Regions from separate parts of the Mus musculus genome. Here all the other regions are linked to region 7. Evidence: chromatin contacts called from public promoter capture Hi-C data. All regions are on one chromosome and are shown on one strand. The core of a region is the stretch at or near the end of the contact, and the rest is flanking DNA. Distances in the headings are between cores, read along the strand shown.

The links. Promoter capture Hi-C pulls out the DNA fragments that hold promoters and counts their contacts.
Region 1: a contact with region 7 is called in a promoter capture Hi-C map of neural stem cells. A contact is called at or near these places in 2 of 39 promoter capture datasets (neural stem cells and pre-B cells), 2 of 484 Hi-C or Micro-C datasets (B cells and CD8 T cells) and 1 of 9 other capture datasets (adipose tissue).
Region 2: a promoter capture Hi-C map of liver shows a contact between it and region 7, with 6 times the contacts expected there. A contact is called at or near these places in 2 of 39 promoter capture datasets (liver and pre-B cells).
Region 3: a contact with region 7 is called in a promoter capture Hi-C map of liver, with 2.6 times the contacts expected there. A contact is called at or near these places in 2 of 39 promoter capture datasets (liver and pre-B cells) and 1 of 130 datasets of targeted methods (pancreatic cancer cells).
Region 4: a promoter capture Hi-C map of liver shows a contact between it and region 7, with 2.8 times the contacts expected there. A contact is called at or near these places in 1 of 39 promoter capture datasets (liver), 1 of 130 datasets of targeted methods (embryonic stem cells) and 2 of 9 other capture datasets (adipose tissue and liver).
Region 5: a promoter capture Hi-C map of liver shows a contact between it and region 7, with 4 times the contacts expected there. A contact is called at or near these places in 2 of 39 promoter capture datasets (both in liver) and 1 of 130 datasets of targeted methods (pancreatic cancer cells).
Region 6: a promoter capture Hi-C map of pre-B cells shows a contact between it and region 7, with 3 times the contacts expected there. A contact is called at or near these places in 3 of 39 promoter capture datasets (liver and pre-B cells) and 1 of 130 datasets of targeted methods (pancreatic cancer cells).

The regions. Positions count from the first base shown.
Region 1 is chr19:4,792,454-4,796,271 of GRCm38.p6, forward strand. Rbm4 (RNA binding motif protein 4) reads right to left here and starts at 1,556. Exons shown (of 4, transcript NM_001290122.1): 1 at 1,363-1,556; 2 at 1-367. The coding sequence starts at 356. Gm21992 (predicted gene 21992) reads right to left here. Exons shown (of 3, transcript NR_157185.1): 2 at 1,363-1,556.
Region 2 is chr19:4,959,915-4,964,065 of GRCm38.p6, forward strand. Mrpl11 (mitochondrial ribosomal protein L11) reads left to right here and starts at 2,392. Exons shown (of 5, transcript NM_025553.4): 1 at 2,392-2,601; 2 at 2,965-3,060; 3 at 3,412-3,505; 4 at 3,592-3,751. The coding sequence starts at 2,479.
Region 3 is chr19:4,808,818-4,813,112 of GRCm38.p6, forward strand. It overlaps Rbm14 (RNA binding motif protein 14), which reads right to left and starts at 2,817. Exons shown (of 3, transcript NM_019869.3): 1 at 2,355-2,817. The coding sequence starts at 2,691. Gm21992 (predicted gene 21992) reads right to left here and starts at 2,782. Exons shown (of 3, transcript NR_157185.1): 1 at 2,355-2,782.
Region 4 is chr19:5,022,476-5,026,191 of GRCm38.p6, forward strand. Slc29a2 (solute carrier family 29 (nucleoside transporters), member 2) reads left to right here and starts at 1,531. Exons shown (of 12, transcript NM_007854.3): 1 at 1,531-1,802; 2 at 2,036-2,117; 3 at 3,553-3,713. The coding sequence starts at 1,774.
Region 5 is chr19:4,904,239-4,907,931 of GRCm38.p6, forward strand. It overlaps Bbs1 (Bardet-Biedl syndrome 1 (human)), which reads right to left and starts at 2,389. Exons shown (of 17, transcript NM_001033128.3): 1 at 2,318-2,389; 2 at 1,904-1,980; 3 at 1,747-1,781. The coding sequence starts at 2,364. It overlaps Dpp3 (dipeptidylpeptidase 3), which reads right to left. Exons shown (of 18, transcript NM_133803.2): 18 at 2,991-3,559. The coding sequence ends at 3,384.
Region 6 is chr19:4,926,684-4,930,475 of GRCm38.p6, forward strand. Dpp3 (dipeptidylpeptidase 3) reads right to left here and starts at 1,604. Exons shown (of 18, transcript NM_133803.2): 1 at 1,537-1,604; 2 at 102-376. The coding sequence starts at 371. It also overlaps a transcript of Peli3 not described here.
Region 7 is chr19:6,075,034-6,078,724 of GRCm38.p6, forward strand. Vps51 (VPS51 GARP complex subunit) reads right to left here and starts at 2,154. Exons shown (of 10, transcript NM_001081041.1): 1 at 1,918-2,154; 2 at 1,330-1,459. The coding sequence starts at 2,145. It also overlaps a transcript of Tmem262 not described here.

The DNA of each region.
Region 1 (3,818 bases), core at 306-2,805, 1.3 Mb before region 7:
TCCATGTGTACAAAGGCATAATCTTTCACGATGTCACATTCGATGACTGGGCCGTACTCCTCAAACTTGGCCCGAAGCTCTTGGTTGGTACAAGTGGGGCTGATGTTGCCCACGTGTAACTTGGTTGAAGCTTTGCTCTTATTCTTGCTGGCTTCCACATTGATGTTCACTCCGTGCAGCTTGTAGTGGTGCAGGTTGCGTATGGCATCCTCAGCGGCCGTCTTGTCCTCTATGTGCACAAAGCCATAATTCTTAATGATGTCACATTCCAGCACCTTCCCGTACTGCTCGAAGAGTGAGCGGATCTCCTGCTCTGTGGCCTCCCGGGGCAGATTTCCAATGAACAGCTTCACCATCTCCACACAGCCTGCAAGTAGAGAAACAAGATTTTTAGGAGAAGACCTCAAGTCCATAGCAACTGTTAAAAAAAGGGAAAAAAAAAATCAAATAAATAAATGGCTCCCATCATCTCCTTTCACTTTAGCACATAGTCCCAAAAGTTTTCTCCTACAGGCATGCTCTTACATCTCCAATCAGTAACAAATGTGGAGTTCAACAAGAGCCTGCTTCTATTTCTCACAAGAAGTTCTATAAAGAGGAAAAATGTAACAAGGCAGACTTTTGTAGACAAAGGGGATTTTGCGGTGTGGCTCCAACCTACAGCACGGTACATTATAGGCAAGTATTCCGCCACTGAGTTACACTTCCCCTGCCCCAGACAAAGGAATAACGCTCTAAGTTTTCAGCATAAATAAAAAAAATGCTACAGGTACTGAGAGCTACTCACTTTGACATTTGAAAACAAGATTCTAACTACTAGACTTGCTAATTATAATTACTTCAAATTAGCTCTTCCTCTCTTAGCAACCATTTCCGGAAAAGTGGGAATTTCACTCGGAGTAGTGAGTTCCGGGATCAACCAGATAAAAAGCAGGGAAATATAGAAAATGCCCGAGTAGGAGGAGTCCTCTGGGGTGGGGGTGGGGGTGGGGCATGTCATTACAGGCTCCTACAGAAGAACTGGTCAAAGACTGGTGCTACAGTTTGGTGAGGAAGCCAACAATGCCCAGGGCATGACAGATTCTCCAGCCTAAATCTAAGATTTATCTAGGTGGAAACCCCAAAGAAGATTGAGCAAAGCAGAGGGTAAGGTGGACAAAAGAAAGCTATTCCGGGAGTAGAGAACGAGGACTTGGAGGAAGGTTGTTTCAGGCTTACCGCACTAAGTCGAGGACCGATGTCGGCTCTCAGGGACGGGTGCGCAGACCGCAACCCCACTATGCCAACCCTGACACCCACCGGAGTCAGGTAAGTTTTTTTAACAGAGAAAAGAACACAGTGGAAGAACGTGGAGTATCTCACCGCATGGATACCTGCAGGTCCTCCTCCTTGCAGCGCGGACGGTTCTGACAAAACGCTAAAATGGCGGCGGCCACAGCAGTGACTCTGGGTAGAAAGAGGGGTGAACCTACCCACCGGATTGGCCGTTCGGTAAAGTAAAAGGCTGGCGTTCCCGGAGATCCTCTTCCTGATTGGTTACCCGGAACGCCAATTACCTGAGAGGCCAGGAAGAGGTGGAAACGTCAGTAACCTGGACCTTTTATATGAAAGCCAATGAGCACCCAGCCTAGTGAAACTGAAGCCACTGATTGGGCAAGAGGTCCATCTGAAGGTGGAGCTAGAAACGCGGAATTCTTCAAAGCGCGGCCAGCCATTAGGCAGAATGAACAAGGTGCCGTGCGTCAGTGGGGCAACCTGTAGCTTCGTGGCTCCCAACTTTGTTAAGCTTTCACATTTTGTCACTTACACGTGCACATCCTGACAAAATTCAAGTTCTGTCACCACAATTCCGCACCGGTCCCTAGCTGAGCGTCACCACGCCCCGCAACGTGGATATTGCATCAGTCAACCTACCCAGACCTCCCGGCGATAGCCAAGCTCCCGCCCCTACTTAAAAAGCAACCCCCACTTTCCAATGTAGTCCTTCTGAGTCTCAAGTTACCAAAATTATAAGTATCTTTATGTAATTTTAAAACTCTAAAACAGTCAGTGGATCCAGCTTCGATAACAGTTCAATGGCCCAGACAATAGGGTGGTCAGAGACGTAGGAGACACAGGGGTTAAGGTTCCCTTTAGGAAACAGCCTCCCACCTCCCCAAAAGGTGTGAAAAACAGAGATTGAAAATCGACACCCCATCCCACCCCAACTTCACCCCGCCAAGAGAAGAAACAAAAAACAAAACAAAAAACGGGAACAGCAATTTTTGATTTTGTTTGGTTTTATTGGGCTCCATTAGCCAAAACTAAGTTTAAATTCCCTAAAACTGACCTTGGAAAAAAGGCTTGTGACAATCAGCTGTAAACAAGTACAAACGAACATTCTTCACAGGGTCCAAATTCCCTCATCACATTTTTCTCACCCACTGGCTGCTTCACATAATCCCATACTCATTGAGCAAGCAACTTTAGTCATGACCCTCTGCAACGCAGCTTCTTAAGATGGAGATAACCGGGAAAGGTGCTGAATGGAGAACTTAAAGGTGAACAGGCAGAAAGCAGGGGGAACTTCATGAGAACAGGATGATTGGGAGTAAAATAACAAATAGAGCATACTACCTCCCAAAACTGCCACAAAAGAAAGAAAAAGTCAAACAAAAGGCAGAGACAGAAAATAAGCTACTGGATTCTATAGCAGAAAATTAGTCTATAATTTAAGGCTAGGAAATAGGCCCCTTAAAAAGTAACAATATGACATTAAATATGGCCATGGCTTCATTCTGCAGCACCTGAGACTGAGTAAAAGCCACCTGAGATCTGTAATACAAGTTCTGCTGTCCTGCACAGGCCCTTTCAGAGGGGATCTAAAATGCACAGCCACATCTCAATATGCACCCAGAAATGCATAGGGTATAGAAATCATTTTCTCTCAGTTTAATCATCTTTCTTATGCCAAAATTCCTGGAGGTTGGGGTTACAGTAGCAAACAAGACCAATTCACTCCACTAAACTGGACTGGCTCCCGGTCTGAAGGGGAAGAGCCTGCTAACAAGCCAAGGGAACCACTATCCCCACAGTGTGCAGACAGACAGACAGCCCTCACCCTGTGACCAATCCCCAAGTGGAAATAGTCTCCAGACAATACCACCGCTGGAGTTAAATGCCAGACGGTCTATACAGCAAGTCCCAAGCTTGCCAGGCCTATATAGTGTGACTTGGTCTAAAGGAAAAACCGGGGACGGGGATCCAAGCTTCGTGGTCTAACAAACCTACCCATCCAGTCTCCTTAGTTATTACCAGCCCTCCAGATAGACTGGCTTTATTGTCTCTACCTATTCAGAATACATTATTCAGGCCAGGCCTGTTGGCGCACACCTTTAATCCCAGCACTTGGGAGGCAGAGGCAGGCGGATTTCCAAGTTCCAAGCCAGCCTGGTCTACAGAATGAGTTCCAGGACAGCCAGGGCTACACAGAGAGACCCTGTCTCGAAAAAAAAAAAAAAAAAAGAATACATTATTCTTTCTTCAGATTTTTTACTGGCCAATCCATCTAAAGGCATGACTTATAACTATTTACTTTCACAAATAATATACTATCACTTGAAACTCTATCTTGTTCACTTCCTATATTATATGGCCTCAATGTTGGAACTACCCTGATAACATGAAAGACACTCAAATACTTGTTAACTAAGAAACTCATGTATGAGATAACTTTTTGATAACCATAAGGAAGGGACTGAATTTTCACTAACATAGATATGCTGCTGGTTGAAAAGGTCCTGCCTAGCAAGGACCTGGGTTTGTTCCCCAGCAACATG
Region 2 (4,151 bases), core at 1,142-3,641, 1.1 Mb before region 7:
AAACTCATTAATTCTCAAGCTAGACTTGCCATAATTTTTTTTAATGTGGTGATTCCCTCTCCATATGAGGAAAATAGACATTTCTTTTATGCCTCATTAGAAAAGTCACTGGTATCATACCAGTTGCCAGCCTGGTCTACAAAGTCAGTTTCTAGGAAAGCCAGGGCTACACAGAGAAACCCTGTGTCAAAAGAAGAAGAGGAGGAGAGTAGGAGAAGGGGGGGGAAGAAGAGGATGAGGAGAGGAGAGGATGTGGAAGAAGAGAAGAAGGAAGAGGATGGTGATGAAGAAGATGAGGAGGAGGAGAAGGGAGAGGAAGATGAGGAGGAAGAAAGAGGAGAGGAGGAGGGGGGAAGAAGAAGGAGGAGAAGGGGAAGGGGAAGGAAAAGAAGAAGAAGAAAGTCATTCAATATGGGGTCTACCTTCTTTCTTTCACAGAGATCCTCTGATGGGATGGATTCTCTATTTTGGTATAGCACCACAGAGAGCCCCAGCATGTCAGTTGTCCTTGCCCCAGCTTACAGAGTTATGCAGGGAGGATGCAAGGGACGTTTCAGGAGCTTGAAGCTGCTGAGACCCCTTTCTACCAAGCAGTTAGCTCCTGTGGCAGGGGTGTCTCTTAGGGCGACATACTGCTCCCACCACCACCACAGCACTGGCTCAGGGATTTCACTGGGCACAGAAGATGGAGATAAAAATGAGGCCTTTAGATCCTTACACAAAGGACCTGACTTTCTTTGCCAGCAGGTTGTAGGGAAGTTCAAGTCTACAAACATTTTCAAAAACAGTGGTGGGATGGGGTTAGGAGATGGTTCAGTGATTAAAGTGTTTCCTGAAAAAGAGTCAGGGCCAGAGGCTGGGTCTTAAGAAACCCAGGTAAATGCCATCTGGGCATGGTGACATCCCTGTAGTTCCAGGCCAGCATAAGAACTCCAGAGCAAGCTGGTTAACAAGATGAACCACTGGCAAGCTCTTAGTTTGAGTAAGAGACCCCACCTCAGAAGGGCAATGGAAGAGGATCTTAACATCAGCCTCGGCCCTTCTCGTGTGTGTACACATGTGCAAATCCACACACACATTCACCCACACACACGCAAAAACGTACATTGCACACACAAGGAAATGGTAGAGGAAAGAAAAAAATGGAGGTTTGTGAGAGGCGGTTTAGAGGAAGATGATAGAATTTGAAGTGGTATGCTACATAATAGGCTGCCTGGTTGTCTGGAGAGGAATTATTTTTTAAAAAGGAAAAGAAAAGGAAAAAAAAAAGAAAAAAGAAACTGGAGAATTCCCCTCGAATCTGAAGGATCGCAAACAGTGAGTTAGTGGATAGTTCCTTCGAAGTAGTCTCAGTCTGGAGACTGGATCAGAGAACTTTATATCCTGAACTGTTGGAGAAAATAATGGAGCATTCAACCTACAGTTATTGGAGCTTTGCAGCCACGTGTGGTCAGGAAGAGTCTGTGAGTCAAAGAGTCCTACCAAGGCCATTGCTACTACCCTAAAGTGCCTAGATACACAAGATTGCTCTAGGGAGGGATAATAAAGGCTTCAAACACCACCTGGCTCAAATACCATTCCCTAAAACGCAAGTAATAATCAGGAATCCTGGACAGAATAGAGCGGGATGCGGAGTTCTGAGACACAAAAAGTCATCTTCCAATGAAAAAATGAAAGACGGGGAAGCAATAAAGTATGCCTAATAAGCTAGTGGAAAATCAGGTTTGACTGGGATGAGAATTCACAAACTTAGCATTTCAAAAGCGCGGGGAAGAGCTTTTCCCTTTGTATAAATAGCGGTAAATGCCTTCTTGGTTCAACGTGTGTTACTGAGCTGTCACAACAATTCTGAAAGGTACCTATAATATTCGCGGTGTCAAAGATTTTCATAGGTAACAGAAACAGTAGCCTAATCCTAGCTCTAACTCTTTGTCTAGCTATGAATCAGGTTCATAGCCAGCAAGAGCAGCAGTCTGCCATTTCATTTCCCGTCTATAATCATATTGCCTTCCATGAAAAACCACATGAGGAAACAAAAGACTCAAGGGATTTTGCATAACTTGCTCCATATCAAACGCTAAGATATCACTGTGTCCAGCAGATGGCAACCCAGAACACGGCCAACAGCAGGCGCAGGATAAGGCGCTGAACTACATACCCACAATGCTGTGCGGAGACTCAAAGTCCCGAACTCCTGTTTGGCTGTCTAAGGTGATGCCTGTGCGCACCGCTGAGGGATTGTGTGTACTGAAACCATATAGGTTCTCGTCCTGCCTTCAGAGCGCAAAGTTCAATTAATTCTTAAATTCCGTAATTGGTCTTTAGTTGGAGAGCTGTATGCCTGAAACAAGACTGCTCTTTTTTGGTCTCATTTACCCTAGCCGAACACGAGGGCCCTTCACCTCTGACCCAAAATGGCCGCGCCCAGAGCGTAGTTCTTTGCTTCTCCGAGGCGAGCTAAGATTAAAATCCTACATCATGTCCAAGCTAAGCCGGGCCACTCGGACCCTCAAGAAGCCCGAGGCCGGCGGCGTGATCCGGTCCATCGTGCGAGCAGGCCAAGCTATTCCTGGGCCTCCACTAGGTCCCATCTTGGGTCAGGTGCGGTGTGCGGAACCCGGCCTGGGAGACGTGGGAGAGTGCGCTGGAGCCGGGGAAGTCTCCTTTATAAACGTTGTCTCCACTATTCACACCTTCAGGCCTTATGTCCTTGTATTACTTACGGAGCCTCTTTTGACCTCAGCACCTCTGACCCCCAAGTTGGCTAGTTGCTGATTAAGTGGTACCTTGTGGACGAATTGCCTGGCACCCAAAGCTATAGAACCAGAGTAGAAGAAATATAACAACACACACCCATACCCCCGCCCCCCCCCCCCACACACACAAAGATGAAAGGACAGGGGCTCCTGGTTGGTAGAAAGCCTTCAGCTCCCATACTTAACTTTGTGTATGCGTTCCTTATAGCGAGGTGTCTCTATCAACCAGTTCTGCAAAGAGTTCAACGAGAAGACAAAGGACATCAAAGAAGGCATTCCCCTGCCTACAAAAATTTTTATAAAGGTAGAGAGACCCATTCTCCCATATATTTCCTTGGCCCTTGAAACTAGTCACTCTGGTTGCTTCTCTGACTCTTAACTTGGTTGCTACCTTCCACTTATCATTTAAACAGAAGCCTAGACCATAATTTCTCTGAACTGGCTTGATCCTGCCATATTGTGGTTCTTACCTCTCATCTCACTGGGGCTTCCAGAGGAGATTTGGGCTAGGAATAAAAATGGCAGGGATGTGTGCTGTAGATTTGTTTTTCTGTCTTTTGTGGTGTGCAAGTTGGTGGGAGAAGGAAAGGGACATTAGAAATGTCTTGGACTGGATAGAAAACCAAGAAATTCTCATGTATCTTTGTCTGTTAAGCCCGACAGGACATTTGAGCTCAAGATTGGGCAGCCCACTGTTTCTTACTTTTTGAAGGCAGCTGCTGGGATCGAGAAGGGGGCCCGGCATACAGGTAAGGACTAGAGTGGGCACCTGAGAGTCTGATGTATCCAGAGAAATGTAGTGGCACTTGAAGAATTCTTTGCTCCTTCTTCCCAGGGAAAGAGGTGGCAGGCCTGGTGAGTTTGAAGCACGTATATGAGATTGCCTGTGTCAAAGCTAAGGATGATGCTTTTGCCATGCAAGATGTGCCCCTGTCTTCTGTGGTCCGTTCCATCATTGGCTCTGCCCGTTCCCTGGGCATTCGAGTGGTGAAGGAGTGAGTATCTTGAGAGGAATCCAAGTAAGTTCTTCATTTGGGAGGAAAGCTGAGAAGGCCCATTACAGTGAGGTGGTTGGGCTTTATTTGTTCTTCTTAATTTATAGCCTATGTTAGTTATGCATATTAAGCTTCATTGTGACATTTTCATACATGTCTAGCAGATTCTAGCAGAAGGATATGGGTTGAAGCCTCATCTTGTTTGGAATATATTTCATAAGCACCTGTTCTGTCCTGGACATGGATCTGGGCACTGGCTAGAACCAGGAATGGCCAGTAGTGCCTGGCCACTCTGGAGAAATGTGTAGTCCTAAAGGCCGACCCATACATAGAGGCCTAGACTAGCAGGTGTCAATGTTATAAAATCAATGGATGTCATGCAAGCAGAGAGGAGATTTCC
Region 3 (4,295 bases), core at 1,567-4,066, 1.3 Mb before region 7:
AGATATATATATATATATATATATATATATATATATATACATATATACACACACACACACACACACACACACACACACATATACATACATACACACAGGAAGAATGGCTGTATTTTTCTTATCTGATATTCAAACCTCCCTTGACACCTGTATGATTCCTGAAACTGTTCATCTTTGAATATCTAGTAGTATATAGCTGTGGAGAATAGTTATCATTGCTGCTATGGAGATTTTGTTCTACAAATCATACCAAAGCCCAAGTAACCAACCAAACTACTATGATTGTTTGTTCCTGTGAAATATTCCAGAGCTGGCCATCGATTTAAGATCAAGCTTCTGCACTTTTCAAGCCCTGGAAGCCTCAGCCCCTCCCACGAGGAGCAAGCTACTGATAGCATCAGAGCTGCTCTTCTACTCCACCTCCATCCTGAAAGCCTGTCACCCCAACTGAGGTACCGGCATCAGTAGAAGTACGTTCAAATCTCACCAAATCTCTTACAGCAAAGGATAGAGTCTGTGTCATATCAGCCTAGAGTGTAGTTCTGCTATAAATATGTTTTCAAAAGGAAAGAAATGCACAAACCTTCTCTCACAGAGAATCTAGTTCTACATCCCAACCACCACAGTCACTGACTGCCAGTCCCAAACAAATTCAAGCAAATTTCTGGCCTACCATCAGAGAAAAAGCTTATTGAACCATACAAATTCCAAAGGAGTCTGTCCCCCTCAGGTACTGAATTCTACTCCCACTCTACCATCCAGACTACCTAAGAACTACAAAAAAAAAACTAGATAGGTCAATTGAGACTCTCATAAAAACTCATACATCCCATGCATTTGCTGACCAAGTACCCAAACTGAGACCTTTCCCACTCGTTTACACTAAACAGAAGCAAAAACCCATAAATCACACAGCCTGCTTAAAGTTTGCAGTAAAGTCAGATTCCAGATATAACCTGAATTGAAGGAAACAGAATGCAGTATTAGACAGAACAAACATTTCGTTCCTATAAATGCACATCCTATGACCCTTCACCCCCCTCTTTGAAAAGACAAGGAATGGCCCAAAGTTGTGACTTTCCAGAACAGCAAATGAACCCTTGATGAGAATGAGCAAGCACCTATACCCACATGTAGTTCCTGTCCTCAAAATTCCTTACAAGGCACAAGCAGATATGAATCCAACAACAGCACAACTAGGGAATAAACAAGGCCTCACTCCCAGGGTGCACTGTTGAAAATGACAGGGCAAAGTTAACTCTCATCAGTGAAACCCACATCGGTCTGGGTGTCTCATAAAATCTTGCCAACATAAAAAAAGCAGGTATTTGAAAGATAAAGAGATAAAACCCCAACATATGAAAATCAACAGGGTCTGAAAAAGACATTTCCTCAAAGGAAATAGCAAACTAGCAAGCTGTCCTAAGAATTATTCAAGCAATAAAAAGTACTAACTAAATAAATGGTGTTAAAACCAAGTTTAATAGAAATCTCACACGCCCCTCTCAACACCCCCCCCCCCCCCAGCCAGAGTATTCCCCTTTGCAATCTCACCAAGCTAATAAACATCTGTGCCCGGAGGCACCAGCTTAGCAAGTAAAAGGCTAACGAGGGAGAGGCTTAATAGCCCCCTTTCACATGCAAAAATAACGCAGAAAACCGGGGCTTCCACTTGTTAAGTTGTAAAACCCAACACAAAGTGGAGGGTGGAGGAAAAGAATTAAAAAGCACAAAACCGCCAAGGCTAACCCATCGAATACTGAAAGGTCAAAGGGGTTCCGAAAAGGCCCCTCCCATGCCCACAAGCAGATTCATTCCAGACAATACTAAAAAAGCCCGAACCCGAGAAACCAAGGGCCCGCTACCTTCCGGGAAGCATCGGGAAGGAACGCCAGAGCGGCCTTGGGGCTTCAACCCAACCTTTTCCCTTTTCCCTCGATCTGACCAAATTCTGGAGAGGAAGTGGGGAAGTGGCGAACTCTTTTCACCGCTCCATAATCCGGTTGGTGCCCTTCCCTTTCCATTTCATTTTGGTGCCAGGCTCATGCAACCAGGAAAAGGCGCCTCCTCCCAACCCCGCACACTCGCAAATCTCTGGCGCGTCCCCAGCCCCGAGGCTTCGGCTTGCAGTGGCCACTGCACCCGCCCGGAACCGACTCCTCCCACTTGATGAATGTTGCTGGGACCGCAGGGGAGAAGGGTGGCTCTACCCAACTCGCCCCCAGCACCTTAGGCCCCGCTCCTGCACACTTCCCCATCATTCCCAACCCTGAGGACCAACCCCAGAGTGAGGGGCGTGGCTAAGAGGCAGAGAGCACCGCGCGTGTCCCCTCCCGAGCGCGCTCCCGCGTTACCTTTTACCACGTCACACTCGATGACGCGTCCACGGCGCTCGAAGAGGCTGCGCAATTCCTGACTTGTACATGCAGCCGATACATTGCCCACGAAAATCTTCCAAGTGTTCAGGGGCCTCGGGCGCGACATCTCCACCACGAGCGCGCGACCTGGACGCAGCTCGTGGCCATGCAGGGCCTCGATGGCGCGCACCGCGCCAGCGTTCTCGCGCATGTGCACGAAGGCAAACTGTTTCATGACGGCGCAGCTCATGACCGTGCCATAGGGCGCGAAGAGAGCTGCCAACTCCTCCGGTGTCGTATCCGCCCCATCGACATTGCCCACAAAAATCTTCATTTTGCCGCCGCAACCGCCTTCTCGGAGAGACAGGACCTCTCCTACAGCGACAGGCAAAACGTCCGAACGACCCGCAGTCCTCCACAGGAATGGCTGGCGACCGAGAACCCCGCCGCGCAGGCGCTCTAACCTAACCAATTGGAGGCGGCATCGCGCGCGGATAGCAGCCAATCAAACAGGTTGAGAGCAGATGTCCTTTGACGCAGCCAATCCCAGAGGGCCTGGAGCCCCTTGTTAACGGAGGGGGTGGAAAAAGCATAGAGGCGCGCGACCAACCGCCACCTTCGGGGGGAGGGGAAAGGAGGGCTGGGGACGGGGAAGCGCGCTCCGGCCGAGTCCGCAGAGGCCTAGTCAGAAGAGCTACCTCCGGCCAGGGTGTGGCGTCCCGGCGGGGCCCCAAGGAAAACTTTGTTCTTTAGGGAAGTCCGGGCTCCTCCGTTTGAGCTGCCGCAGCCAAACCCTGGGTGTTGTGATGGCAGCCTCAGCGTCTGCGGTAAGGCCGCGCCCGGAGGAGAAACCAGGACAAACCCCTTTTAGTCTGGGATTGGCCCCCGACACTATATGCTTGGAGTAGGAAGGGACTGTAACTCTTTCTTTGCAAGCACATTACTTGGGGTTGCTTGAGCTCTGGAGGATTTTGCAGACAGTGAATATTGAGCGTCTGTCTGTCTCAACCTGATGGAATTTCGAGAATTACGATGATGACCATTTATTGTATGCATGAAGTTTATCACAGTATTATGTTCCATAAAGTAGAAGATCAGTAATCCTGAGGAAGCCAAAAGTTGGATCTTAAAAATATATGAGGAGGGGGCCAGGAGTGGTGGGCACCCTTTTAATCCCAGCAACCAGGAAGCAAAATCGAAAGAAATTTGTTCGAGGCCAGCCTGGTCTACATAGTGAGATCCAGGATAGGCAAGGATATAGAGAGACCCTGTCTTTAAAAAAACAGCAAAAACTTAGAGGGGCTGCTCACTGGTAAGAGAGCTTGCTGCTTTTCCAGAAAACTTGAGTTCGATTCCCAGCACCAACATGAGGGCTTACAAACCAGCTAATTCCAGTTCCAAGAGAACTGGCCATTGCACATCTGTGGTACGCAGAGAAACAAGCAAAACACCCACACACATAAAATAACGTTAAATTTAAAAAAGGCTGGAGAGATGGCTCAGTGGTTAAGAGCACCGACTGCTCTTCCAAAGGTCCTGAGTTCAAATCCCAGCAACCACATGGTGGCTCACAACCATCCATAGTAAGATCTGTCGCCCTCTTCTGGTGCATCTGAAGACAGCTACAGTATACTTAGATATAATAATAAATAAATCTTTTAAAAAAATTTAAGCCATCCCTGTAATCCCAGCACTTGGGAGGCAGAGGCAGGCAGATTTCTGAGTTCGAGGCCAGCCTGGTCTACAGAGTGAGTTCCAGGACTGCACAGAGAAACCCTGTCTCAAAAACAAACAAACAAAACTAAAAAAATTTCAAAAGAACAGAACAAAGCAGCCCACTGCTGTACTCACAGCTTTAAGGGTCAGAAGTTGAAAGTCATCCCAAATTGCCTGGGATATGTGAGACCCTATGTCAAATAAACAAATAACCTTGGGGAG
Region 4 (3,716 bases), core at 281-2,780, 1.1 Mb before region 7:
ATCCCCTTCCATCCCAGCCCAAGACAACAGACTGCTCCCCAGACCCTCATCTCCATCTTCAAGATGGTGCCAGGGCAACATCCCACCCCCTGTCCCACTTTGACTCACTCTCCTATCACTGTCAAGTAGGAAACAGGTCAGTAATAGTTATTAGAATAAGCATTCGAAAAATGCAAGTGACTAACTGTGTGTAGGTAAAACTGTCGAGAGATGCTCAAGGCAGAGGGGATGAAGAGGCCTTGAAAACCTGTTAGAACTGAACTCAAGACTGTCCCTCTTGGCATAATGGAAGTCTGGAAAGAAAACTTAAAGAGTAACTGTCTTTCCCAGTGTAATCCATTGCTGTCTTTTCCCTAACGTCACCAGCTAGGGTTAGATGCAGCCCAGGGGTAAGAGTGTTTGCCTCGCATGCACAGGGCTCTGAGTTCAGTTCCCAGTACCACACAGTCATCTGCAGTCCACCATGATCTAAGGAACCACCTTCGATGAGCCAAGCCTGGTGGCTAGATTCCGGGAACAGGACAGAACAGGGATAGTAACAGCATGGTCTGGCTGATACATAGGAAAAACATTCTAAAAAACTATATTCTTTAGAAGACACACATTTATATAACCTTGTATATATATACTTTTATATATTCATATTTATTTGTATTTATTACTTAGAAGCACGTGTGCCACTGTGCTTGTGTGGAGGTTAGGGAACAATTTGCTGGAGTCGCTTCAGTTTTTCTAACATATGGGTCCTGGGCGTGGCCTCGGGGCATCAGGCTTGGCAGCAAACGCTCTCACCAGTCCACATAAATATATTTCTTTTTCTTTTTTTTTTTTTTTTTTTCGTTTTTTTGAGACAGGGTTTCTCTGTATAGTCCTGAATATATCCTGGAACTCACTCTGTGGACCAGACTGGCCTCGGACTCAGAAATCCGCCTGCCTCTGCCTCCCAAATGCTGGGATTAAAGGCGTGCGCCACCACGCCTAGTGAAAATTAGGTTTTTAAGCACTCCTGAGGGTGGCAGTGGCGACTACAGGGGAGGGGGCCGAACGTCACCTGGGCCACGATTCCCTCCAGAGCCTTTGTTCAATCCTCCTTGTTGGACCCAGGTACCGTAGGAGGGCCTATCTGTCCGTCTTCCACATATGTTGGGGATTTTCGTTTGCAAAAGTGCCTCGACCTCTGGGGGAACTCCCTCGGAGCACCGCGCTGGGACCTTCTGCGACAATTGATGACACTGGCTTCTTCCTTCTGGTCGGACTTACTTCCTAATCTGCTTAGAGCTTAGAGGGCTCCAAACCTTAGAACACGCCAAGAGGAAGAACCTCCCAGCTAGATCGACTGTGCCCAACAACCACCGGACCCCTTCCCTCCTGCGCAGTCCTTATCCCTTCCCCAGAGATTCCGGACCCGTGCCTAAGGAGAAGACGGGTGCGAGGCGAAGGGACGGCGGTGAGACACAGCTTCAGGCGCGGAAGCAAGCTAGAAGGCGGAACCTAATACCCTAAAGGCACAGCCACCAGCGAGGCGGAGTCTGGAGAGCGGGCGTCCGGGGGAGGGGAGCAATGGCTCTTTGTTCCCGCCCTGGAGGCGGAGCCGAGGTCCGAGCCTGCAAAACGTGGTCCGCAGTGTAACCCAACCCCGACCCTCCGCTACGGCGCTCCGACCTTGGGATTCCTGGACACCGACCAGCGTCGCTCTCCTTCGGCCTCCCAGCCCTGCGTAGGCGCAGGTGCAGCCGCCTTCTGTGGGCCTGGTGCAATAGGACTGCGGCAACCATGGCGCGGGGAAACGCCCCTCGGGACAGGTGAGGTGGGAACCCATGTGCTGCGTACCGTGGCCCAGGTGGCCACGAGCCTTTGAATTCCCGCTCGTCTTGATGCTCCTGGGCTCAAAGACGAACGGGACTACAATTCCCATCAGCCGATTCCCTTAGCTGCTTGAGCCAGGGTGATGGGGATTGTAGTCCGTTCTACTGAGGGGCGGCTAGGGCGGCCCAGGCGTACGTCCTCGGGGTGACCTTCTGATTGATCCCCACAGCTACCACCTGGTTGGGATCAGCTTCTTCATTCTGGGACTGGGCACCCTTCTCCCCTGGAACTTCTTCATTACCGCCATCCCGGTGAGACCCGCGGCCGCTGGGCAACCTCATGGCCACAAACCAACATCCCTCCAGCCGTCTTGAACTGAGCCACTTTCCTCACCAGGCCACTTACTACAGCTCAGCCTGTCAGGGACAGCACCAAGCCTCATAGAGGGAACCGCCTCTCCCCTGGCTAGGCAAACTTTTAGGAAGGTACAGATCTCAGAGGTGCAGGGCCATCCACGTAGGGAGTCTGACCAGCAAAGGAGTTTCCATCCCATGCCCTTTGTCGTTATTTTTGGCCAGTCACTCCAAAGTGTCTTTTTTCCAAGCCTTTGGCTTTCTTTGCAATGACATGAGTTACAGTCATTCAACTAATAATTAATGAGCAACTACTGTAGACAGATGTGGAGGAAGGCCCGATTCCCCAAAGCATGCATTCTTTTATAGAAAGGCAGAAATCTATAGCTTGTTTTCTCCTTTTTGTTTTATTGTTGTTGTTGTTTTCGTTTTTTTCGAGACAGGGTTTCTCTGTGTAGCCCTGGCTGTCCTAGAACTCACTCTGTAGACCAGGCTGGCCTCGAACTCAGAGATCTGCCTGCCTCTGCCTTCTGAGTGCTGGGATTAAAGGCGTGCATCACCACTGCCTAACTTTTGTGTTTTCTTTAGAATAGGGTTATTCAAACATATTCAGTGGGTTAACTTCCCAGGTGTCTGTGGAGTGCTGGCATCGGTGCTGGACCCTGATACCCAAAGATGGATCAGCTACTGAATCTGAGAGACACAGAGCCAGGGCTATTAATAATGAAACAAGACACGTGCCAGGCCATTCCACCCTGAAGCAGAGAGCTATAAAGGTTCTCAAAAGAAATTTCTTCTGCTTCATAGAAAAGATTTGTAAATTAGGAACTGAGCAGACAAAGGGTGGAAGCAAAGCGCATCCTATTTAGAGAAAGATCTGGAGCCTGCAGCTTACCAGAATGGAAGGATGCTAAACCGTGAGGTCTGCCTTGCAGGCAGGGTACGCATAAGAGTGCTGGGCTCTGTGTGCCCGAGAAAACGGATTGGCTTAGTTCCCAAGCTAAGGCCTCGCATACAGTAGATGTTCAATAAGTACCCATGGAATGAATAAGGGTTGAGGTGGTTATAGCAGGGGAATGGAGGCTAGGTCCAGGACACTGAAAAGGAGATGGAACCCAGAGATGCAGCAAGACCTTGGGCTCAGGCGCAGCAGTTAGCCATCTTTAATCCCAGCACTCTGGAGGCAGAGGCAGGCAGATTTCTGAGTTCAAGGCCAGCCTGGTCTACAAAGTGAGTTCCAGGACAGCCAGGGCTATACAGAGAAACCCTGTCTCGAAAAAAAAAAACAAACAAAGACAGCCCCACAGATGTTAACCAAACAAAGATGCTCAATTGACAAGTGTGGGGGGGTGCTTTCTGACCTTACACTGTCTACACCGTCTCTGTGTGGCAGTACTTCCAGGGGCGGTTAGCAGGGACCAACAGCAGTGCTGAGACCATGGGCACCAACCACACCAGTCCCACAGACACTTTCAACTTCAACAACTGGGTGACACTGCTGTCCCAGCTGCCTCTACTGCTCTTCACGCTCCTCAACTCCTTCCTGTATCAGTGGTG
Region 5 (3,693 bases), core at 1,139-3,638, 1.2 Mb before region 7:
TTGGGACTTTGAACATAGCTGTAATGTTCTTCTCTATTATGAGGCTAAGATATATTTACTTTATATTTACATTGAAATGTTTTTTTTACTAAGGAAAATGTCCAATTATAAAGAACAGTAGAGAGAAAAGTATTATGGAATTCCACCGTAACATTAGCAGCCTCTATGGTCACCAGCCTCGTGATGATCTATGACCTCACTTCCCTGAGCTCTGTTTCCCTCCACACTCTAAATTACATATATGTATATGTGTGTGGGGACATCCATGCCGCAGCACGTGTGTGGAGACCAGAGGGCAACTTCCGGGAGTTGGTTCTTTCCTGCTATCCTGTTCATCCACGGGACTGCATTCAGGTCATCAAGCAAGCATCTTTACCTAATGATACTCCAGTGCCTATTCCCAGTCAAGATAGTTTCCCTTACACCAAAGAATCATATTCACCTCGGCAGCACATATACTAAATCGTGAATGATATAGAGAAGATTATTAACATGGTCTCTACTCAAAGATGACACACAGGAACTGGGCAAGCCTTTAATTCCAGCACATGGGAGGCAGAGGCAGGGAGAATTTCTGTGAGTTGGAGGCCATCCTGGGGCCTGGACTATGTATTGAGTTTCAGAACAGCCAAGACTACTACAGAGAAAAACTTTGACTAAAAAAAAAAAAAAAGAAAAGAAAAGGTTTGTGAATCATTTCCTATTTAAAGCCTATTATTTTGTATTATAAACTGAAAAGTTAAGCAATAATGATTAGACATAAAGAACTGGGACCTGCAGTGGGTAAAGGTGCGCACCACCATGTCTGATGACCTAACCTCAGTTGCTGGGACCTACATGACAGGAGAGAACCGACTCTCAAAGGTTGTCACCGGACCTCCACACTGCATGCATCCTTCCAACACTAGATAAATTCATTTTGATGCTGTGTTTTGGGATGCAGATTGCTCTGTTTGTTAGTTCGCTTTTGTTTTTTTGTTTTTGATGCAGTTTCACTAAGCAGACCTGGCTGGCCTTGGACTTCACAGGTCACCCTCAAACTCATGGATCGCCCTGTTTCTATTGCCCAAGTGCTGTGATTAGAGGCAGGCACTACCACTCCTGGCCCTCAAATTATTTTTTAGAAAATCATATGTCAGCAGGGCAGTGGTGAGGCATGCCTTTAATCCCAGCACTTGGGAAGCAGAGGTAGGCAGATTTCTGAGTTTGAGGCCAGCCTGGTCTACAGAGTGAGTTCCAGGATAGCCAGGGCTACACAGAGAAACCCTGTCTTGAAAAACAAACAAACAAAGACAAAAAAAAGAGAGAGAGAGAGAGAAAATCGTATGTCTTGGTACTATAAATCCACAACATCTTGCTGTTTAACCTCTGCAGATCATGTTATAAAATTAATGTTCACTTTCCAAATTACTAAGAAATTCTGGGGTTAGAGAGATGGCTCAGCAGTGAAGATCACTGGCTGTCCTTCCAGAGGATCCTGGTTCAAACTCCAGCACCTACACGGCAGCTCTCAACTGTCTGTAAATCCTGTTGCAAGGGATCTGAAACCTTACACAAGCACACACACAAGCAAAGCACCAACGCACACAAAATAAAAATACATCGTTAAAAGAAAGAAGTTGCAACGAAGTGTGCCTTTTTAGTACTGATGAGTTCCAGAGTATGTTGAGCCTCTTTGCAAATCTCACTTCTGAGTGTCACACACACACACACACACACACACCACTCAACTTTCTGATTGCCTACCTTGTACTCCCCATCGCCATGCAAATCTGCCAGTGCTAGAAAACACAAAAGGGTCGAAAAGGAGTCTCAGAATCTCAAAGATTTCTCCATGAAACCGTTCCCTGTTCCTCCCATCCTCCTAGAATCTGGGTGTCCCTAGATATGTCTAGAGACTCACACAGGCAGGAGGAGAAGGTGTGGATGTTGGCCATGGGGTCGTAGTGTGCGTCCAGCCATTTAGAATTGGCTTCGTTGCTGAGAGGGAAAAAAGATAGTTGGAAAGTGAGCCCCATGACGAAATAAATAAATAAATAAATAAATAAATAAATAAATAAAATCTCTAAGCGAGATGACGCCTGAAACAGAGCACGAACATCGAAAGGATAATACCAAGTCTAGATCTGAGCTCAATTGGCGCCCGGAGTGACCAGCCAATCACATACAGATACTTCTTGGCCATCAGCTTTCTTCTGATTTCTAAAGGGCCCTCCCAGAACTTCCACCGCTGCTCGAAAGCAAGAGCCCAGAACCCGCTACCAAGCACCATCTATTCATCTGAGGGAAAGGAAGCGGTGAGGATCCGGGACTTAACCTCTCAGCTCGCCCGCTGTCAGAATCCGATGAAGACGCCGCAGCCATTTTCCCAGGCGTCGCCTTGGCAACCAGCTCAGCCATCGCGCAACACCCAATAGAATCCGGGCATCCGAAAGCACAGGAACAAAGGTTCCGGGGTAAAATTGTCCCGGCTGGGACCAAATAAGCACTGGTTTCCTTGTCCTATGCAATGTTGACTTATGGTTTCTGCATTAAAGACAGGGGCCTGGGCTTTGAGGCCTGGGGAGGAGCGCTTTTTAGGGATTAAGACTAGACTGAGAAACAAATTAATGGGTGAGGATCTCATGTTAGTGTGTTACGGTTCTTTGGCTCCGGAAACATTTGAAAGTACAAGAGTGCTTGCTGCTCTTGCAGAGGACCCTGGACTGCTCAGCACCCACATGGCAGCTCACAATTCTGTAACCGTAGTTCCAGGGCATCTGATGGGGTCTTCTGGTCTCTGCTACCACCACCACACCCATGAAGAAAATGCACACGAACACACAAATCTTAAGAAATATGTCACAAAGAAGAGCTCCGGAACACGTTGTGAGTTTGTGCATTCCTTTGGAAATGATATTCAAAATCTTATTGTGGATTGGAAGCCTAAAGTGATGTAGTGTGCCCTCCCCTGGCTTTGAACTGGAAGAGAAAGAAACATACACTGCAGAGATGGTGGTCGTCATATTTATTTTTCTGGCTATAAAAGTAATACACGAAGAGCGCTGGATTTGGTGAGAATGCTTTGAGCCCTGGCTCTGTCACATGCCACCTGCCGGGTCTAGAACAGTCACTTCTCAGAATTGCCACCTTCCCATGTGGAAAACCGGACTAGGCACCCTGTTGAGCTCCGGCCATAGATGGCAGTGCAGATCCAGAAACTGAGGACATACGGTAAACTGCAAAGTGCTGACAAATGGAAGGGGTTCGCATCACCACCCTCAGCTGAGGTAGCACCAAAGTCCAAGCTCCTGCCCCTCCCTCCCCTGACTCCTAATCACACACAACTCAGAGCTACTGACAGCCCTGGTTTGACAAAGAGGGGAGAGACCACACAGATCTTCTCAAGCCTGGCCAGGTGGGGCCTCCTGGGCCTGGTTCCTCCAGAATCGGGCATCTGCTGCAGCCAGCTGGATAAGAACCTCCTCCAACTCGGGCCCATCCTCGGGAAACCGCTCACAGAAGGAGCGGATGAGACCAGCGGCTGAGGCCTCATACTCCACAAGTTGTACTTCTGAGCCTGGGGGATGGAGAGAAAACAGCAGCACAGAAAGATGTAGTTAGGGGCGGCGAGTTCTGAGCGAGCTCCGGCACAAACTGTCAATGTTCAGGATAGTTATCTAATTACCTACATCAGAATAACCCTGCCAGGAA
Region 6 (3,792 bases), core at 354-2,853, 1.1 Mb before region 7:
TCCTCTACCTAGTTGGAGAGAGAGCCCTATGCCCCTTGTTCCTGGTCCTTCGCACATCTCCAGAAGCCCCTCAGAAGCCAGGCGAGCCTGTGAGAACTGACCTGGTACTCTTCTTCAGTAAGACCCTCAGCCAGGGCATGTTGGCGCAGCTGGTCAGGGTCCTGGGCACGGAAGAGGCGGCTAAGCAGGGCATAGATGTAGGGGGCTTCAGGGGATGTCTGGAGCAGCACTGCCAGGCCCCCATACCAAGCAGCTCTAGACAGGTGATGGGCATAGAGGCGCTCTGTGGGTGACAGCAGGCGGAATGCCTCCCTGCAGTCCAGGCTAGACACACCAATGTCATTGGGCAGGATGTACTGGGTATCTGCCATGAGCCCTGCAAGAACACATCACAGTCATCTCAGAGAGCGCAGCATCTTCGCGGCTGCTCTGAAAGCTCATGAGCTAACTAACTTCTTCCATCCAGAAGTCCAGGAGGGAGTAATCCAGTCGCATCCATTCACCTGAAATGCTGGGATTCAAAGACTCAAATACTTGCGGGCCAGCTTTGGCCTGTGGCCTCTCAGACTTAAAATCTGAATCCAATCACTTCATATTACAGATGAGGACACTAAGGCCCAGGATGCCAAGTGTACGAAGGAAGAACCGGCAGAACACAGCCTCATTACTAGACTCCCAGCCCCAGCCACTCCCTGCCTCATCTCCACCTTCTCAGATGTCCTAGTCTCTGTTCAGAATTTCCCAACACCTCTAGCTCATCACAACTGCTGACAAAGGCTTCATGCTGGATATCCACCCCACCGTCCCAACCCCGCTCCACCAAAAGGTCTAAAACCCAGGGCAGCCGCTTCACCTCCCTGCACTGCTCTTTGCTCCTCTGCAACACTGACTGTGAGTATGACACCAAGCTCAACAGCTGGGTATGAAATCCAGGACAGGGATGTGACCCAGTTGGTAGAGTTTGTCTAACCAACAACCAGGCCCAGGGTCAGATTCCAAGGTCAGTCTGGGGTACATAAAACCTTGTCAAAAAATAAATCAAAAACAGCAATGATATTTTGTCCCAGCTTTTCCCTCCTAGCATCTGCCCCAGTCTCATGTCTTTCTTCAGCCCTTCACTATCCTGTTTTCTTCTGTTGCTCTGTTGGGAAGCCATATAAGGGCACAACCCATTTTCCAGATAGGAACCATATGACATTTGGAAAGCAAGCAACTTATCCAAAGCTTTTCAGCTCAGTTGGGACCCAAGGAATTCCGAACCCACCACATTCTCCACGCTCCGCCCCTGGCTAAGGACACGTTTCCACCCTCTGTACTCCTTATTTGCGCGGCTCCGCCCCATCTACCCCTTCGCTCGGAAAGAGGTGTTAACTCTTTACTGCCTGGAAATTCTCCTTGCCCAAAAGCTGGGAGAGATTTGGAAGAGGCACTGAAGGGTGGACAGAAAGGGGATGATCTTGCATGCACAGCCAGGCCTCGCTCTGATCTCCTGAAGATGACACACCGTGACCCCAAAACCAAGGCGCTGTACCTCACCTGCTGCAGCTGCTCCGTTCGCAAACTCACTTCCTGCTTCCGGCTCCCCGCCCCATTCATTGGGACACAAGCCCCGCCCCTACCGACCCGTAGTCGCCCCAGGGATCAGACGGACAGCAGCTACAGCCAGTAGAAGAACCGAAGACAGTTCCTCCCCTCATCTTCTCCCCGCCCCCAAGCGCTACGGGTGGTGCCTGCCTTGCAAGGACCGCGAGGCCTTGGCCTTTTGTCTGCTGGCCCTCACTGCACAGAGGCGTGGCGTAGGGCGATGTTTGGTGAAAAAGTTTGAGTTTCTCAGTACCCCGCGTGGCTGCTGTCGGGTACCGACAGAGGGGACTGACAAGGTCCCCAAACGTGAGAGTTCCTATACATCGGGAGCCTCCACACATGTAGCTGGGAGCCTGCTCTCTTTGGGGTTTCACCTCCAGTGTCCCTACCCTGGATTTGGCAGTTAGGAACCTCCACTTAGAGAAGACTATAATAATGTGGACCCCCTCCTCCCTGGATTTAGGATTTGGAGATGCTATTTGGAGACTACGAAGCTCTTACAAAGAGTGTATGTAGGCTGTGCGAATAGTAGTCCCATCCACCAGTAGTCCCAGGGGTGCAGAAAAATGCTACAGGTGCTCCACTGGGTCGCCATGGAAGCCATCCTTAAAACATTGGGAACCCCAGTTTCCTCAACGCACTTGAAGTCGAGGCCAGCTAGTAGCTGGCACTTTCTTAGTGTGACCACTTGCCAGCTAGAATAGAAAAGCGGTCTCCAGTGACATTGACTGGAGGGCAGCCCAGGATGCAGACAAGCATGTTGTTTACTCTTGGTAGTCAGGGAGGAGTCTTTCTGGGTGACCCATGGCTCTTGCAAGTACTTGCTGACCAGATGTGGTAAGCACTGCAAAGAGCTGGGGCCTGACTTAGGCTGTCTAGGGTTCAATCAGATGTCTGTCTCCTACCAGCTGTGTGACTTTAGATAGCTCACTTCTCTTACTCTGGAACACTGTCAGCTTTACTTCAGGACTAAGTCTACCCAAGGGATGGGCAGCCATCAAGAGGTAGTGCTGTCCCCTAGAGTTGTGTAGGAGGTAGTGTTTCGGGACTGAAATCCAACACACCTTCCTTACCTTGCCTATTTAGAGGGGCCAGAGCAACCATGTGCTTAAGGCCAGCCTTGTCACCACAGCGCTAGTAGCTCTTGGTTCTGATTGGTGAGTGTCATTATAAGGGGGAATTCTGTAAAAATGTGTCCCGAGGAAAGTCCTCTTCTTTCCTTTTGCCTGTTCTCATTGTTTCTAGACGAGGTATAAAGTTGTCTGACTGAGACCCAGTTGAAATGTAAGTGTAACCAGATAGGAAAATAAGGGCTATCCATAGCCACCAAGGGCAAATTCAGGCAAGTGAAGGATCCCAGGGCCCAAGACCCCCAACCAAGCTGCATGGTGTCGTGTTATAACCGCAGTCAACAGGAGTGCATGTTAAATGAAGTCCTTTACCAGCGGCTTGCCATATAGAATTTCATTTAATTCTTGCAAAAACCCTGAGATAACATATCACTGTTGTACCAATTGCACAGGTGAGAGGACCTTTGATTTTATAAGACCTTCCACTATACAGTTTCCACTCCTGCAGCAACACACACACAACACACATTTTCTCTCTCTCTCTCTCTCCTTCTCTTTCTCCTCTCTCTTTTTCACACACACATTCTCTCTCTCCTTCTTTCTCTCACTCACACATATTCTCTCTTCCCCCCACCTCTCTCTCACACGCACACACACACACACCCCACATTCTGTTTTAATGGGTCATGGCTTTTCTGTACGTTTGCATCCATCTGGTAATGAAAATACTTTTTGTTTTTGTTTGTTTGAGACAGGGTCTTGCCATGTAGCCCAGGCTAGCATTGAACACAGCCCTCCTTCCTTAAAGCCTACCAAAACGCTGGAATTACCAGCACATGCCACCATGCTTGGCTTTAGAGATTGTCATTCCATTGAACAATCCTGGAATCTGAAGCTCCGAGCTCTGGCTTCTACCACCAGCCTGAGTTCTTCCTAGAGCCCAGTCAAGTACGTTTTGTTGGTTCTTTCTCCCAGAGTCTGAGATTCAACACCAGAAATGAGATCGGAATGTGTTCCCGTGCCTGGACCCCAACATGATTGTTAGCAAGAACTGGGTAGAGTTCCATTTCCAGTGTTTCGTGGAAGGGTTGAAATATCCCCAACAGTTCTGCCATGCTTCGCACTGTAGCCATATGAC
Region 7 (3,691 bases), core at 904-3,403:
TAGGTAGTGTGAGGAGAGCTGAACTATCTAGTAGTGGGACTGGCGAGATGGCTCAACAGCTGAGAGTGTACTGCTCTTGTAGAAGACAGCTGAGAGTGTACTGCTCTTGTAGAAGACCTGATTTAATCCCCAGCATCCGTGTCAGTAGGCTCACAACTGACTCTAACTTCAGCTCTGGGGGATCTGTGGATACCTGTACATATCCACCCCTACCCCACCCCACACACACATAATTAATTTCTGCTGCTGCTGCCTGCTTCCCTGCCCTGGTCCTTGGCATGCCTATAGCCATTTGCTTCAGGCCTGCCAGCCATCCCATACTGCTGACACAAAAAGCAGCAGACACAGTAAAATAGTCTGCTCAGACTGAAGTCGGGCTGGCCATATATCGAATGGAGAGGCTTATTACTTGCCTTGGAAATTCCCCAGCTGTGGCCTTCAGGCAAAGCCAAGGTAGATTCCCCAACCATGGCCTTTACTCAGAGCCAAGCTAGACAAGGGGTTAGTTTGACCAGAATGTCTAAACTACTAACACACTTGAAAAAAGGCTGCCCACCCTGCAGCCCACCCTGTATCTGCTTATGAGCTCATTATGGCTTTTTCCTTATAAAGTCTGACCCCGGACAGTGTACAGGTATGTGGCTGTCAGCTCCCGAATCTGTGAGCTGTTGCCCTAATCAATTAGTCTTGGGGTGTGCACTCAATAACCGTGCCTATGTGACTGAGATTGGTGTTCATGTGGTTTGTGGGGTGACTCCTGGACCCAAAAACTATTAGTAAATCTTAAGGAATGAGGATACAGACAGAGGGGGAGAGAGTGGCAAATCTGCTCTGAAGGCAGACTGACCAGAAACAAAAGTTACCACTAATAACATTTTTAACAAAAATTTTAATTGACTTTGAGATGGCTTAGTAGCAGGCAAATGTGTTTGTCACCAAGCCTGATAACCTGACTTCAATCCCTGGCACCCTCATGGTGGAAGGAGAATACAGACTCCTGAAAGTTGTCTTCTGACCCCCACACAAATGTTGTGTCCCACACATATGCATGTGCACAATATAAATAAACAAACAAAGCTAAAGCTTACTGAAACGCTGGTGCTTCCTAAGTGCTGCAGAGAAACTCACTGCATTTCATTCTTCCTTCCCAGCGCTGGTCCTTTGGACAAACCCCACCCCCACAGGAGTCATCACTTCAGCAGCAGTGGATTAAGGTTGGGACCCAATTGTAATCTGGGTCTCTTTCCTTTAATCCCTGTTTTTCTTAACACGGGGTGAGGACCTGGTGGGGGTGGTGTAAGACTGAGGAGTGTGTCCCAGTGGGGTCACCTGTAGCTGAGATGAACTTGTTGTAGTTCTCATAGACCAGGGTCTGCATGTCGCTGTCTAGAGCCCGGATCTGCCGTACCATGTCCGTCTCACTGTCCATCAGCTGGGCCAGAGGACATTCTCTACGCAGCTAGAGAAGCAGGTAGGAACAGTCAGCGTTAGTGCTCACTCACGTCCTGCTACCCTGCTTTACGTTAGTTGGATTTCAGTGCAAGACAACTCCAATCCCACCCTTATCAGGAATTCCATAAGTGGCACACTTTAAGTAGCACACTTCACAGGTTAGACCCAATTTGGGATTTGTCAGCGTTCATGGTCTTCTGGCTTAGTTTAAAGTCAACCTAGGCCCTGCCTAGCGCCTGTCAAGAGCATGGTCACACCCACTACCACGAGCCAGCACCGAGACCTCAGACCCAGTGTGACCTCAAGTCAGGCCCAGGCTCCCTTGGCCTCCAGATCTGCCTCTATTGCCTAGTAAGGGCTGTCCTCTTATAAACCCCGCTGCCGTCACCACAGCAACCAAATCGGGAGTAAGATCTAGGGTCCAAGATATTTGGGGTCTGGACCCGCCCCATTTCACACACACACCTTGTCAAGATAAACTTCCGGGTCGAAGTGCGCCCCATTGAGATCGGTTGGGTCCAGAGGGTCAGGCCCTGCGGGATGCCCCGCCACCTCCCCCTCCGAGAGGCCGTAGTAAAGCTTCAGCATCCCGTGAGCCTTCCGCCGACGCTCCGGAGCGTCCGCCTCGGGACCTTCTGGGGAGTCTCCAGGCCCGGACCCTAGGCCAGGCCCCACAGCTGCCGCAGCCGCCATAGCTCCAACCTCAACTCAAAGGGGTGAGGCAGGGGAGGGAACAGATGCACTTCCGGGGACCAGAAACTTGCTACAACCAGGCGGTCCTTCAGGTGAAACGTTCCTCTGCAGCTGTAGGATATGTGAGACTAAAGTTCCGTCTTGCGCTTGTCCTTCTGGAGCACAGAGGTTTCACTGAACTTCTGGATCGTTGAGTTTCTGTGATTTTGCTGTGCTACTTGGGTGAATCGTGGCGTCCCAATCCTGCATCCGCACAGGAAAGAGACTTGCAGAAGATCGAATATGCGTCACAGGGGGGGTCTGCAAGGTTCAAACGTCCATTTAGTAGCCTGCAATATGGCTTTAACGCAGTGTTTCCCAAGGTTCTGTCTCCAAGGAGTCATTCAATATGAGAAACTTTATTCTACTTAGAGAATTTAAGATGTTAATCTTAAGAAGTTAGTGAAATGTGATACGTGAGCAGTTGGGATTGAGGATAATTCGGAAGTTTTAAAGATGTAGGCATAAAACGAAGCTCTCAGCAGGGCGTAGTGGCGCACACCTTTAATCCCAGCACTTGGGAGGCAGAGGCAGGTGAATTTCTGAGTTCGAGGCCAGCCAGCCTGGTCTACAGAGTGAGTTCCATGAGTTCCAGGACAGCCAGGGCTACACAGAGAAACCCTGTCTCAAAAAAAAAAAAAAAAAAAAAAAAAAAAAAGACGAAGCTCTTAAGAGGGGATGAGGTCAGATTATATGTGGAGTTAAATAGAAGAAAATGAGACTTTACTAATGATGTACTGTAAACGTTACCGAGGATGGGCTGATAGGGTGCTGGGCTGCCAGGAGTTTCAGCAGACCAAACACTGTTTTTATCTGAAAATTAGGAGTTAAAAAAAAATCTAAATGGTATACTTTTTATTTTTATTTTTTTCAAGACGGTTTCTCTGCTTAGCCCTGACTGTCCTGGAACTGGTCCTAGTGTAGAACCTGTCTGCCTCCCAAGTGTTGAGACTAAAGGCATGTGATAACACTGTCACCAGCTCCACTGCCTAGCTAAAAACAGTTCTGAATGGTATTAAATCGCCATCTGTCCGGCCCCCAGTATTATATGTGTATTTATGTGTGCAGAGACCAGGGGATAACTCAGAGCTGTAGTTACAGCTCATGTGTGAGCTACCCGTCATGATGCTGGAAACCAAAGTGCAAGAGCAGTTCACCCTGTGCCAGCTCAAACCCTTCCTTTCTTTTCTCTCTCTTTCTTCCTCTTTGAGGCATCATCTCACTCTAACTTTGGCTGACCTGAAACTCATTATTGTAGACCAGGCTGGCCTCAAACTCAGAGATCCAGCCACCTCTGCTTCCTGAGTGCTGGGACTAAAAGTCTGTGCTACCATGTCCACAGCCTGCTTCTCAGCCTGACATGCATGGTTGCTCTTGTCACAGACTAAAGGGATCATGTATTCACTTGTCTTGGACCAAAACATTTTCTTGCCTTCTTATCCAGGGGGCTATTTAGAAACTGTACATCTGAGGATCTCAGCCCACGAAGCTTTAAGAAAGTGAATTT